2 separate regions of the Sus scrofa genome follow, and region 1 is linked to region 2. Evidence: chromatin contacts called from public Hi-C data. All regions are on one chromosome and are shown on one strand. Each heading gives the region's core, a stretch centred on a gene start, on an enhancer-like site or on the middle of the called end of the contact. The rest is flanking DNA. Distances are from core to core; before and after follow the strand shown. Region 1 overlaps FMN1 (formin-1). Region 2 overlaps SCG5 (secretogranin V).

Evidence for each region. A called contact is a pair of places that touch in the nucleus more often than the background predicts.
Region 1: a contact with region 2 is called in a Hi-C map of mesenchymal stem cells, with 4 times the contacts expected there. The contact joins two enhancer-like sites. A contact is called at or near these places in 1 of 5 promoter capture datasets (liver) and 20 of 47 Hi-C or Micro-C datasets (adipocytes, adipose tissue, alveolar macrophages and 13 more).

What each region holds. Positions count from the first base shown.
Region 1 is chr1:136,930,317-136,936,140 of Sscrofa11.1, reverse strand. The region is part of intron 7 of FMN1 (formin-1); the gene reads left to right. Among named protein-coding and RNA genes, the nearest start is that of FMN1, 230 kb to the left of the region's middle. Within about 2 kb of position 3,505, at least 10 of the 83 cell types and tissues checked have an H3K27ac peak or open chromatin away from gene starts, as enhancers often do. A contact at or near this core is called in embryonic fibroblasts, where this site is marked.
Region 2 is chr1:136,543,417-136,549,842 of Sscrofa11.1, reverse strand. All of the region lies in intron 2 of SCG5 (secretogranin V), which reads right to left. Among named protein-coding and RNA genes, the nearest start is that of SCG5, 21 kb to the right of the region's middle. Within about 2 kb of position 2,777, at least 7 of the 83 cell types and tissues checked have an H3K27ac peak or open chromatin away from gene starts, as enhancers often do. A contact at or near this core is called in embryonic fibroblasts, where this site is marked.

The DNA.
Region 1 (5,824 bases), core at 2,256-4,755, 390 kb before region 2:
TCTGTAGCATCAATGAGAAGTGTTACACTGTTAGGGAATTTGGATGTTTGTGTCGCATTAAGATATAAGTATCTCCTTGGATGTTTGGGGGACTTATTTCACGCCACTGTCTGTTGACACGTATTTTTGCAAAAGAGAAGGATTTTATTGCAAACAGAATCTTGCTTGGAATTTCAACTGATAACTGACATTTTATTTATAATGTATTTATTTTGCAGTTTTAAATTGATGTAAATGTGTGCGCATTGCTTACCATAATGTCAGTCTTCAGGATGCTTTTGTTCATGGAGGTATAATTTTACATGTGTTGCAAATCACTGTCTGAGTTCCTGTTGTGGCTCAGCAGTTAAGAACTGGACATAGTGTCTGTGAGAATACAGGTTCTATCTTTGGCCTTACTCAGGGGGTTAAGGATCCGGTGTTGCCACAAGCTGAGGTTTAGGTTGCAGATGTGGCTCAGATCCAGGCTTGCTGTGGCTGTGGTGTAGGCCTCAGCTGCAGTTCTGATTCGACACCTCGCCTGAGAACTTCCATATGCCCCAGGTACAACCATAAAAAGAAAAAGGAAGAAACAAACAAAATCACTCTTTAGTGTATGAGTTTCAACAAATGCATTTAGTCATGTAACCAAATTACAATCAAGGCATGGAACCTTCCCACCTTCCCATCACCATAAAAAAATTCCCCGTGTCCTTTGGAAGACAGTTCCTCTCTTGAACTCAGAACCTTGGCAACTGCTGATGCTTTTTTTGCCCCCACAGCTTTGACTTTCCCAGAATGTTGTGTTAATGTGATCATGTAGTATGTAGCCTCTTAAGTCCAGCTTCTCACACTTAGCATATAATACATTAGGGATTCATTCGTGCTGTTGCATCTACCAGTGGTTCATTCCTTTTTGTTTCTGATTAGAATTCCACTTTGTGCATGTGCTACAGTTTGTTGAAGAGCTCTTTCACCAGTTGAAGAACACTTGGGTGGCTTCCAATTTGGGGCAGTGCATTAGGGCTCTCTGCAGGAACTGAACTAATAAGATGTCTATCTAGAAAGAGATTTATTATAAGGAATGGCTCACACAGTTATGGAGCCTGGAGTCTCAAGGTCTGCAGGGTGAGTCGGCAGCCTGGAGACCTAGGAAGAGCCGATGTTGATGTTTCACTCTCAAGACAGGAAAGGCCAGTGCCTCAGTTCAAAGGCATCTAGACAGGTGGAATTTTTTCTTAGGAGGAGTCAGCCTTTTTATTCTATTCATACCTTTCACTGATTGGATGAAGCCCACCTGCATTAGGGAGAGCAGTCTACCTTACTCAGGCTACCCTTCAATTGTTAATCTCATCTGAAAAAAACCCTCACAGAGACACATAGAATAATATCTAGTCAAATATCTGAGCATCCCATGGCCCAGTAACGTTGACACATTAATTAACCATCACAGGCAATTAAAACTAAAACTGCTAAAAACATTTGCATATGGATTTTTGTATTAATGTATGTTTTTATTTCACTTGGGCAGCTACTTGGGAGTGAGATTGTTGGGTCATGTGGAAAGTGTATAGCTAACATTCTAAGAAACAGACAAACTGTTTTCCAGATTAGCCATACCATTTTACATTCCATTTGCAAGCTGAGAATTCTAGTTGCTCCATATCCTTGTCAACACTTGGTATTGTCAGATGGGTCAGTTTTCCTCTCCCTCTCTCCCTTCCTTCCTTCCAATAAGTATGTAGTGGTATCTCATTGTGGTTTAATTTTCATTTTACCTAATGACTAAGTATGTTGAGCATCTTTTTATGTGCTTGTATATTGACAATTTATCTTCTTTGTGGACTGTCCATGCAGATCTTTTACCCATTTTGGGAAGGGGAAGTTGTTTTCTTTCATTTTAACAGAGCTCTGTATTCTAGATGCAAATCTTCTGTCAGATATGTATTTTGCAGATATTTTCTGCAAAAATTTGACATAAGTTTGAATTTAGTGATTTTTAAATGTCTAGTCATATATTAACCGTGGGATCCAATTACTTTCTATGTTTTATCTTAAGAAAAATCACAAAAAATCACATTCTACAAAATAGATAGTTAAAAGTAGAAATAGTTTTTGGAAAAAAAAAATCCTTTACTACCCTAGGGCTGTATTCAATTAAAATAATCCCCCAAGATTGAAACTGTAGGAAATTTTTACTTTACAGTTGAATCAGCAATTAAGAACTGCTGGAATTAGTTTTAATAGTAAACATCACTCTGTCAAAAAGCACCAAGTATAAAATTAAATGCTAAAAATCATCTGTTACTCTGCACATTCATGTGCTTGTTATTGGACAGTGGGCTGTTTTGCGAAAGTAGGGGCCCTGCACAGAGAGATTAGCTTGAGCCTTGCCTGTGCACAATTGAATATGTTGTGCCTGTTCTGTAGAATATACTTACATTTATATATGTACAAATATGAATTGAAAGAAAGACCAGTGCAGTTAGACTTTTCCTGATCAATGAAGTCATTTTTCAAAACGTCTGAATAGATTCAGAAATATGTCAAGGAAAACTGTGTATTTCAAAGACTAAAAAACAAACCAACCCAAAAAACAAAGTACACCTTAGGCCTGTGTGTGCTGGTGGTATCTAAATATATAGGTTTCGGAGTTCCTGCTGTGGCACAAGTCAAGGATCTGGTGTTGTCTCTAGTGGTATGAGTTTGATCCTCGGCTGATGTGGTGGGTTAAAGATCTGGCATAGCCTCAACTGTGGCTGTGACTCAGATTCAGTCCCTGACCCAGGAACTTCCATATGCTGTGGGTGTGGCCAAAAAACAAACAAAAAAAACAAGTATGTAGGTTTTGGTGTGACCATATGTGTTTTTTTAAAAAATCTGTTGTTTTTAAAGTTAAATATCCTTTTAAAATAACACAAGTGTTTGCAGAACTGCTAAAATACCTCCATGGATCCCTAGAAACCTAGTTTGTAAGCCTCCTGATCTTCTTCTGACTTGTTTGTTTTACAAATGAAGAAAATAGCCAGAGATAGGAAGCAAAGGTCATACAGCAGTCTTAATGCTGAACTGAATCCAGTCACTCTGATTACTATTTTAGTGGTTTTTTCCATTAACGTGACCTAGCCTCTCCAATTGGAGCAGAAAATATTTCTCCTTGGGTCCATTACTTAGAGAAATGAAGATTATACTCAATTTTGTGAGCCCTTTTCTGGCATCTCAACTTATGTCTTGTATAATGAGTGTGCCTTTTGGCTGGGGTGAGCAATTTTTGTAAATTTAAGCCATCTCTCTTCCCAGCTTCCTCCAAAGGAGGCTTCCTAGGCCAGGGCCCAGATCTTAATGAAAAACACGTAAACCTTCTTGTTTGTTTTCCCTGCCGATTAACCTATAATTTAAAACCCATTCAATGGCAGATTTATCAAATGACTAATCCCCTGGGGAGACTAGAAGTGGCCAGGAGAGGGTGGTTGTGGCCTAGGCACACATCATTGGTCATTTGTTCAAATATTAAGGTAGAAAGCCAAATACCTCCTTGCTTACTCATGAAAATAGATTTGAGGAGGTTAGTTATGAGTGGGCCTGGAGTGGCTCGTTACTAGGTAATGCAAGCAACACAGACAACCACGGATATTGTTGCTGGACAAATCGGCCTGTATGGCCCTGGGTTTTCTTTTCCGTCAATGAAAAAGTCATGTATGAATAAGATTTTAAAATTTACACCAGCTCAGCTGTCCTGAAAATGAGAAACAACCTCACAAATAGCTCTTCTCAGCTAGAATACAAGCCTCTCAACGTATAAACTGTTTCTTTACATACATTCCCAAGAGTGTATACAAAGTATATATATGTATGGGTGCCTTGTAGTTGCTCATTAAAGCTTGTTTGAATATTAGATGGTGGAGAGACCAGTGTCTCTAATGCTGTTTTTTCATTTCCTACCCCTTTTCAATTAAAAAAAAAAAAAGCATTTTGATAAAGTGAAGACTTGTTCAATGTCTGTCTAGTTCATATTTTGAAGAGTAACTAGGAAGTTTAGCACAACCATGCCTCTAAGCCTCTTCTTGCTAGCAGGGAGCTTTCTATATGACAGTGGTAATGATGTGGAGACTATTTTCCTAATCAGTAATCCTTGAGTCTTAGGCACACATTTCACTTTTACCTTTTTCTTTTTTTTAATGGCTGCACCCATGGCATATGGAAGTTCCCATGCTAGGGGCTGAATTGGAACTGCAGCTGCTGGCCTACGTCACAGCCACAGCAATGCCAGGTCCAAAGCACATCTTCGATCTACACCGCAGCTTGTGGCAATGTTGGATCCTCAGTGCACTGAGAGGGGATTGAACCTGCATCCTCATGGACACCATTTGGGTCTGGAGCCTGCTGAGCTGTAATGGTAACTCCCCACTTTTACTTTTAATAGCAGAGAGAACTCAATAGCTAGCCCCTCCTCACCTGCTGTTTGATGATGCTATCTATGACCTAATGCTGTTTTTTCATTTCCTACCCGTTTTCAATTAAAAAAAACAAACAAACAAAATACAAAGTTGGCAAAGTTGGGAGTATGTGAGGCAAAGATGGGTAATCTGCTTCACTGTTTCTGTAATGATACTGTTGGACAGATGGGTTTGGTCCGTAGGGTGGGTCACTCTTTAGAGACAATGAGTGAATTGAGAAAGGAATAGTAAAGTGATTACTGGGATTATTTGAAGAACCTCAGTTTGTCACAGAATTAAAGACCAGGGTTTCCCATCTGTTGCTTCTTAGTGCATGTGTACTCTGGGGGGTTGTACATACCTCACTGGACTAGCTGTAGCTTCGATAGTGATAATAATACAACATAAAATTCCAAGTCCTCTCTCTTAATAGAGAAGGAATTAGTATGTTGGCTCACTGCCTCAAAATATGCGGTTTTAGGCTTGCTCATTAGGTTTTGAATTACGTTTTGGAAAAATAAAGTCTGAAAGTCATTTCCATGGATATCCCAAGGTGTGTATATTCATTCTGTGACTTACACTAAATTTAGCAATATTAATAACTTAGAAATAAAACATTACTAGAATCCCCCATGAGTAATGATTTTATTTCACAAAAACACTCTGGCTGCAATCAGGTTTGGTTTTGTTTCCCAGGTAAGACCCTCAAGTTCAGATTTCAAAGATTTTTCTGTTTTACTTCCCATATTTCCTTGCATAACTGTCCATAATTCTGTGTGCAGGTTTTTGAAGTATATTCTAGAATCCTTGTAATAACTATCACATATCAGACGTCATGCCCAACTTTATCTAAACTGCATACTGAACCACGGGTGTGTTTCAGAGTACCTTAGTGAGTCTTTGTGTTGATTTGCGTTCATAATGAGAAGCTGGCACTGTCTTTATGTGGCTTAGGTGATACTATGCTTTGAGTCCTTATGAAACTTTAATGGCCAGAGCTCTCTGTATTCGATGAAATTGGAGAGAAAGGGATACAGTAACATCTTGGGTGTGGAAATTATTAGCATTTTAGAACTTTGCTGAAGTGGTGAAGTTTCACTGTGCTTCTGTGCAGTCTCTGGAATTGTCTTGCTTTCCCCAACCTAAGAATTTAGAATTTGGAAGAATCCCTGGAAAAGGCTGACTTTCCTCAAGCTGTACAGTAGACAACCTGAATTTTAACTGGCCCTGGCAACACCACTGGGAGAGAAAGTTCGTAACAACCAAATGCTAATGGGTGATTTTTCTGCAGTGCTTGGCACCGCCATGATGTCTTTCATCAGTAGGCATTTTTCTATCTTCTTCTTGGCAGGCATATTTGTGGGGGCCAGACAAGCAAAGTCTCCCTCTATTACTTGGGTTTCCGGACA
Region 2 (6,426 bases), core at 1,528-4,027:
TTCAACCCCTCTATTGCTGCTAAAAACTTAAGGAATTTCAGTTACAAGTCTGCCTTGTGAAAAAGGCAAGCAGTAAATCTTAGACACAATTAAGTCTACTAATTAATCTACTAACAATGCAACTCATTAACAAATGTCTTGGAGAATAATAAAAGCAAATAGTTATATAATAGAAGGGTGGTCTATGTGGTTGGTAATCAAATAAATACAAACTAAAACAATGAGATGTCATTTTTGCCGGTCAAAAGATTTAAAAAGGTAATGCTCATAGTTAACAAGCCGGCTGAGATTCCTACAAACAGAGGAAGAGAGAGCCCAACATTAACAGAAATCAATTTGACAGTATGTAGGAAACAGAGTCTAAAAATATGCATGGAACATGACCCACTTTTTCTTTTCATAGAAATATATACCCTAGAGAATTTATCAGGAATCTACACAAAGATTCATGTGCAAATATGTCCACTGAAGCAAAGCTTTTGCTGGGGACAAATTGGAAAAACTAAATGTCCAATATTTGTGGAATGCCTAACTAAACTGTGGGATAAACATAGGATATAATCCAATTAGTAAAAATAATTACAGCAATGCTTTTAATGTATGAAAATGGTCTTGACAACATATTAGGTATAAAAATCCACGTTAAAATATTTATAGTATGTTTTCTTGGGGAGTTACAACTGAGGCATGCAGAAGTTCCCTGGCCAGAAATTGAACCCATGCTACAGCAGTGACCTGAGCCACAACAGTGACAACACATCGTCCTTAACCACTAGGCCACCAGGGAACTCCTACAGTATGATTTTTTTTACTACACACACACACACATATATATATATACACATAGAAAGAGAGCCTGGAAAGAAATGCACCAAACGTTGAAAGTAGGTATTTCTAAGTGGTAAGATTGTCAATAATTTATTTTCTGAATCATCCACAATGGCCTTTATCAATTTTATAATACAAACAATTAATATAAACATAAGTAAGCCAGCCACAGAGAGTCTTTAAAGGTACCACAAATTGCCTTCTGAATGCACTGCAGCAGGAAAAAATAAAGCCCACAGAGAACTGGTTCTCCACAAAGGGTGATGTTGGTTGGCAGGGGATAATATTATTGCGGGTTGTCACAAGTGGCAGGGGACATTATTATGGGTTGGCGATGCTGGTGTTCTGGAGGCATGGAGGGGGCAGATGTCAGGGATGCAGGCCCCACAACCAAGAATTCCATGGCCCAATGTCATGGGTGCTGAGAGTGAAAGCCATGCTCTGGAGTCAAAATCATGATGTGAATCCAGACCCTCAGCCACATCAGATGGTCAGTCCTGGCCAAGGTCTCACCCACTCTACACCCCAACCTACCCTTGTGAGGGGGAAGCACAGGATTTCTTAGTTAAAAAATAACTACATATGGAGTGTCTGGTACATAGAAGGCACAAAATAAATTATTGGTTGTCCTCCTAGAACCACATTTAAAGAAAGAACATGATCACATATTCCATTTTGTGTTTCCTTCTGTAGGTATCAAAAGAGAGTGCTTCCTAACCTTTAATTAAACTAAATTGCCCTCTTTCAAAGGGTACTTGACTTTGGGAGTCAAGCCAGTTTCGAGGTGCTGTGCTCTCCCTGGATTCTAGAGCTTTACAATCAGATTGGCAGGGTGAAAATGTGGGTCTATCCAAAACTCATAGAGGCAAATGTTCTAAGTACCAGGGCTAATGCAAGTGAGAAGTTGATGTCCTGTCCTGGCACTGCCCACTGGGTCCACCTGGGACCAAAAGGCTGGGCCCAGAGGAGGACACCAGGCACCAAAGGACACACAGATGTTGTGTGTGCATCTCTTATCGAACAAAGCAACAGGTGAATGCATTTGATTTTCTTGCACTTTTCCCCTCTCCAATGAATGATTTGAGCTCTATTTATAAATATGCTTGGAGAAATTAAAAATTATCTGGAAATAGCAGAAGTCTAAACCTATATTCCTACTGCTTCTGCATCAAAAGAGCCTTGGTACCACTTGCGGCAATGGAGATCCCATTGGTTGCCGCTCAACTCCTCTGCTTAAATTGGAGCAAGGCTGATGGGCATCCACATGCTCTCCTGGCTGCTGTAACTGGGGGGTTAGAGATGTGACTTGTCTTGGACCACAGATGAACACACTGAAGCAAGGCTGGGAGGCCTGGCTGGGGAGGGGCGCTGGGGAGAAAGCTGTGTGGATACCAGCAACTTACTCTGCTCACAGCCAGGATCTGGAATGCTGAGCGCAAGCTGACCACTCCCTGCCTGCAGTCACGTCTTGCTGTCACAGCCCAGACCCCTAGGCACCACAGCTCTGCATGTGAAAAAAAAAAAAAAAAAAAAAAAAAAAAAAAAAAGCCAGAGGCGCTGACCAGGCTCCAGCGTGCTGTATACAGACCTCCTTCAATGAGAACCAACTGCCAAAAATTCTCTTCACTGACCACACATGCAAAAAAAAATTCTTCTGATATTAGTATAATGTATCATTTACTGTCAGAAGAACTGCTTTTTCCTCCCTTGCCTTCGGAAACATTTCTAGGCCATAGCACCTGCATTGTTGCCATATTTTTGCACAGTCCAGTGACCAAGGAGTATTTAGAGTCTGCACAAACTCAACAAATGGTGTCTCCCATCATCTGCTGAAGGATTGGAAAAAAAAAAAAAAAATGAGGCAGAAGTGACCCGCTGGTTCGGTTCAGAAGACAGGCATCTCTGTAGTTTACAGCAAAGGGGCTCCTCCCAGCAGGCCCGTCCACTCCTACTGCCCAAGAGGAAAACGTTAGTCAACCACATCTTGTCCAAACAGGGCTGGGCTTGTTGACACAGGCTGCCGAGCTCTCGCGTACCAGGAAGATGGCACCAGGAAGGTCCCTTGAGCCTCCTCAGGGCAGGCCAGTCTCCTGGACTGACTGTCTCCTTCACCACAATCTGTCTCATGCAAAGATAAACTCTGACAGGCTAGTGGGGGCGACAACCAGGAGGGCCCCGAGCCGGCCCCCGATCCCTGCTTGGAAGGGCCCTGGGTGAGTGTCACTCCATCCTGATCAGACCGAATGCCATGTACTCTGCACCCCCCGGTGGGACCAGTGTTCCCCACAGTACTGGGAGGGGTCAGTGTCTGGCCCCCTGGGAGCTTCCGAGTCAGTGTGTCCAAACAAATAACCCCACAGACGCGGGTGAGAGGGAAGGACTGGGGGTTGGGGATTGGCATATGCACACTGAGGTATATGGAATGACTGGCCCATGGGGACCTGCTGTATGGCACAGGGAACTCTACCCAATATCTTGTGATAATCCATGTGGGAAAAGAATCTGAAAGAGAATGAATGTGTGTATACATATGACTGGGTCACTTTGTTGCACAGCAGAAATGATCACAGCCTTGTAAATTAATTATACTTCAATAAAACTTAAAAAAATGAAAATCAAAAAATTTAAAAAAATAATAAAATCGTCATCTAATACTAAAAATAAATAAATAAATAAATAACCCCACAGGGAAAGTGGAGCAGCTAGTAGAAGGAGCTGGTCTAGGGACCATCCAGCACATGCTGAGCATGGCAGGAGGCGTGTCTGCTCCAGTCCCCCTGTGACATCCATACATACTTTGTGACTGAAGAAACACCTGCCCCATCCCCGGAAGTCCCAATGGTGTTGGTGCCTAACTGCAAATGTATTTGACCAAAACCAAAAGAACTACCCAAGTCCCACTCCCACCTGCTACCTCGGCTGCCGTCAAAGGCATCTGCAGATGTGGGGCAGCCTTTTTATCTGCATGGAACACTCTGCAGACAAGGGGACAGGCTGTGTGAGGCAGGAACTTAGAGTCCCAACTGACATGGACAATGGGCTCCTGTCCTTAGATACTCTTTTTTTTTTTTTTTTTTGCCACACCTGCAGCATGCATAAGTTCCCAGGTCAGGGATCAAACCCGTGCCACACCAGTGACAACACCGAATCCTCAACCACTAGGCCACCGGGGAACTCCCCCCAGATACTCTTAAGTAGAGAAATGTGGCGACAATCTTAAAAGTGTCCAGCCTTCTTGCCACCCTCTATTTGATCCCCAACCACTCTGCACTCAACACATTCTAGATAACGAGTCTATTTCCTCCCACCTCTTCATGCCTGAAACTAAGCCCCCATGATCCACGTGACCACCTCCTCAAGGGCATGCAGCTAAACTCCACTTGACCTGAGAAGGCTTCCCTGAGGCCAGAGCCTTACTTCCCTCCAGAGCTCCTGTCATGGTGACTATCTCAACCACAACCTGGGCTCACAGCTTCTATCTTGGCATGCTGTACGTGTGTCTTTCAACATTTATATCTGTCCCTTTTCCCTTACATCTTTTTTTTTTTTTTTTTTTTTGGACTGCACTGCACCTATGGCATGGGCATGAGGAAGTTCCTGGACTAGGGACTGAACCTGAGGCACAGCAGTGCCAACACCAGATCCTTAACCCACTGAGCCACCAGGGAACTCCCAAGACCTAAGCTCCTTAAACAAGGGAGGCTCTAATCACAATAAGAGAACATGGGCCCTGCTACTCCTCTTTGCATCTCCTGGTCCCTGTTTGTATCACACCCATTCAGCCGACCCACCCCTGGAGTGAGGGGTGTGTGACACCTGGTTCCTGACCTTGCTGTGTTTTCACCTTCAAACAACTCTAGAGGCCTTGAGACTGAAGCACCAATGGAAAAGGCATCCAGGGATGGAGAAGTGAGAAGAAAGGCAGTTCAATCCTGCTCTGTCCCCGACTCAGTAAAACCACTCAATTCCTTGGGTCAGTTTAACCTTTACTATAGGTTAAAAGAAGATGAAGCCTGACTCTCTTACCTATTTCACAAAGATCCCAAGCAAATAAGTTAGATGTGTGCTGGCTGTTTTTCAAATGTATCAAGGCCACAGTTCCTGGCATGTGGTAGGCATTTTATAATTATTTATTGAGTAAAAATGGAAATGAAAAGATGATATTTTGATAGGATGCATGGCTCACGGTAAGTGCACTAATCATGACCTGCCAGACACACCAGCACGTGGACAGCCGGCTCTCAAGCCACTGAGAACACGCTTTCCAACCCATCCACACACCACCCTTAGGCCAACATCTCTTATGTGGACACGACCAAGCTTTGCTCTTGGCTTGGCAACTGACTAAATTGTCTTCTTGACTTTGAAGATACTTCTATACCAATGTCATGGTCAAAAAACAATAGCATGGTTGAGTTTGGAGAAGTTGCCACTTACTGTTTTTCAGGAAACATCCATCCTCACTACAGTCTGAGGTTCTGAACTCTCTATTTATTTATTTATTTTGTCTTTTGGGGGCTGCTCCCATGGCATATGGAGGTTCCCAGGCTAGGGGTCAAATTGGAGCTGTAGCTGGTGGCCTACACCACAGCCACAGTGATGTGGGACTCAAGCTGAGTCTGTGACCTACTCCACAGGTCATGGCAACACCGGATCCTTAATCCACTGAGGAAGGTCAGAGATCACACCTGTGTCCTCATGGATATAGTTGGGTTCATTAACCACTGAGCCACAACAGGAACTCTAAAGGTTCTGAACTCTTAAGGTCAACACTGATAGGCAGCAGAGCACTTTGTCAGGTGGTGGGGGTTAGGCAGGGAGAGAACTAGTTCCTCCAAAGTTTAGCATGCAACTCTTGTAGGCAGTTTACCCAAGTCAAGCCTAGGAGGACACGGGGGAAAAGGAACAAGGAACATAGGACATGACCATAGATATGACCATCTTCCAGCCCTGAAGCCATTCACATCTGGAGATATATATGTGGTAGGATGGAAGAGGGAATGACAGTGACAATGATGCATCCCAGATGAGTAACATTTCAGGCTGCCCAAAACACTTGTCTATACATTATTTAACTTGACTGCTACATCAATCCCATGAGAAGGTCTGGGTAGCTCACCTCCATTTTCAGACTGGGGAACTCAACTTCATAGAGTTCAAAGGACTTGCTTAGTGCCACAAGGCTGGTCTGAGCCTGGGCTTTGGGCATTGGCACTCTTCCGGCCACACCACACAATGACCACCATGCCCCATCAGGCACACCGCATGCCCCTTCTGCTCCTCCAACCCCACAGTATGCCACGCTCAAAAGTCATGCTGAGTTTTCATTGTGGTGCCAAGCCGTGGTCTGCTAAACCCTTCCAGCCAGCTTTAATAGCTTTCTTTACGAACCGTGGTGCCCAAAGTATTGGCACCAATTTGTTCCAAGAGGGCAGTTTGTCAGAAAATTGGCTCACTGAAGCTTCATGTCCCTGACACACCATCTGCCCAAATCCGCCTGTGGTTTACCACGACTCCCGGCATCATTACAGCTTCTCAGCTAAGTATCACAGGATTATATGCGTCTATGGGGATAGAAGACAGCTGGTTGGAGAGAGG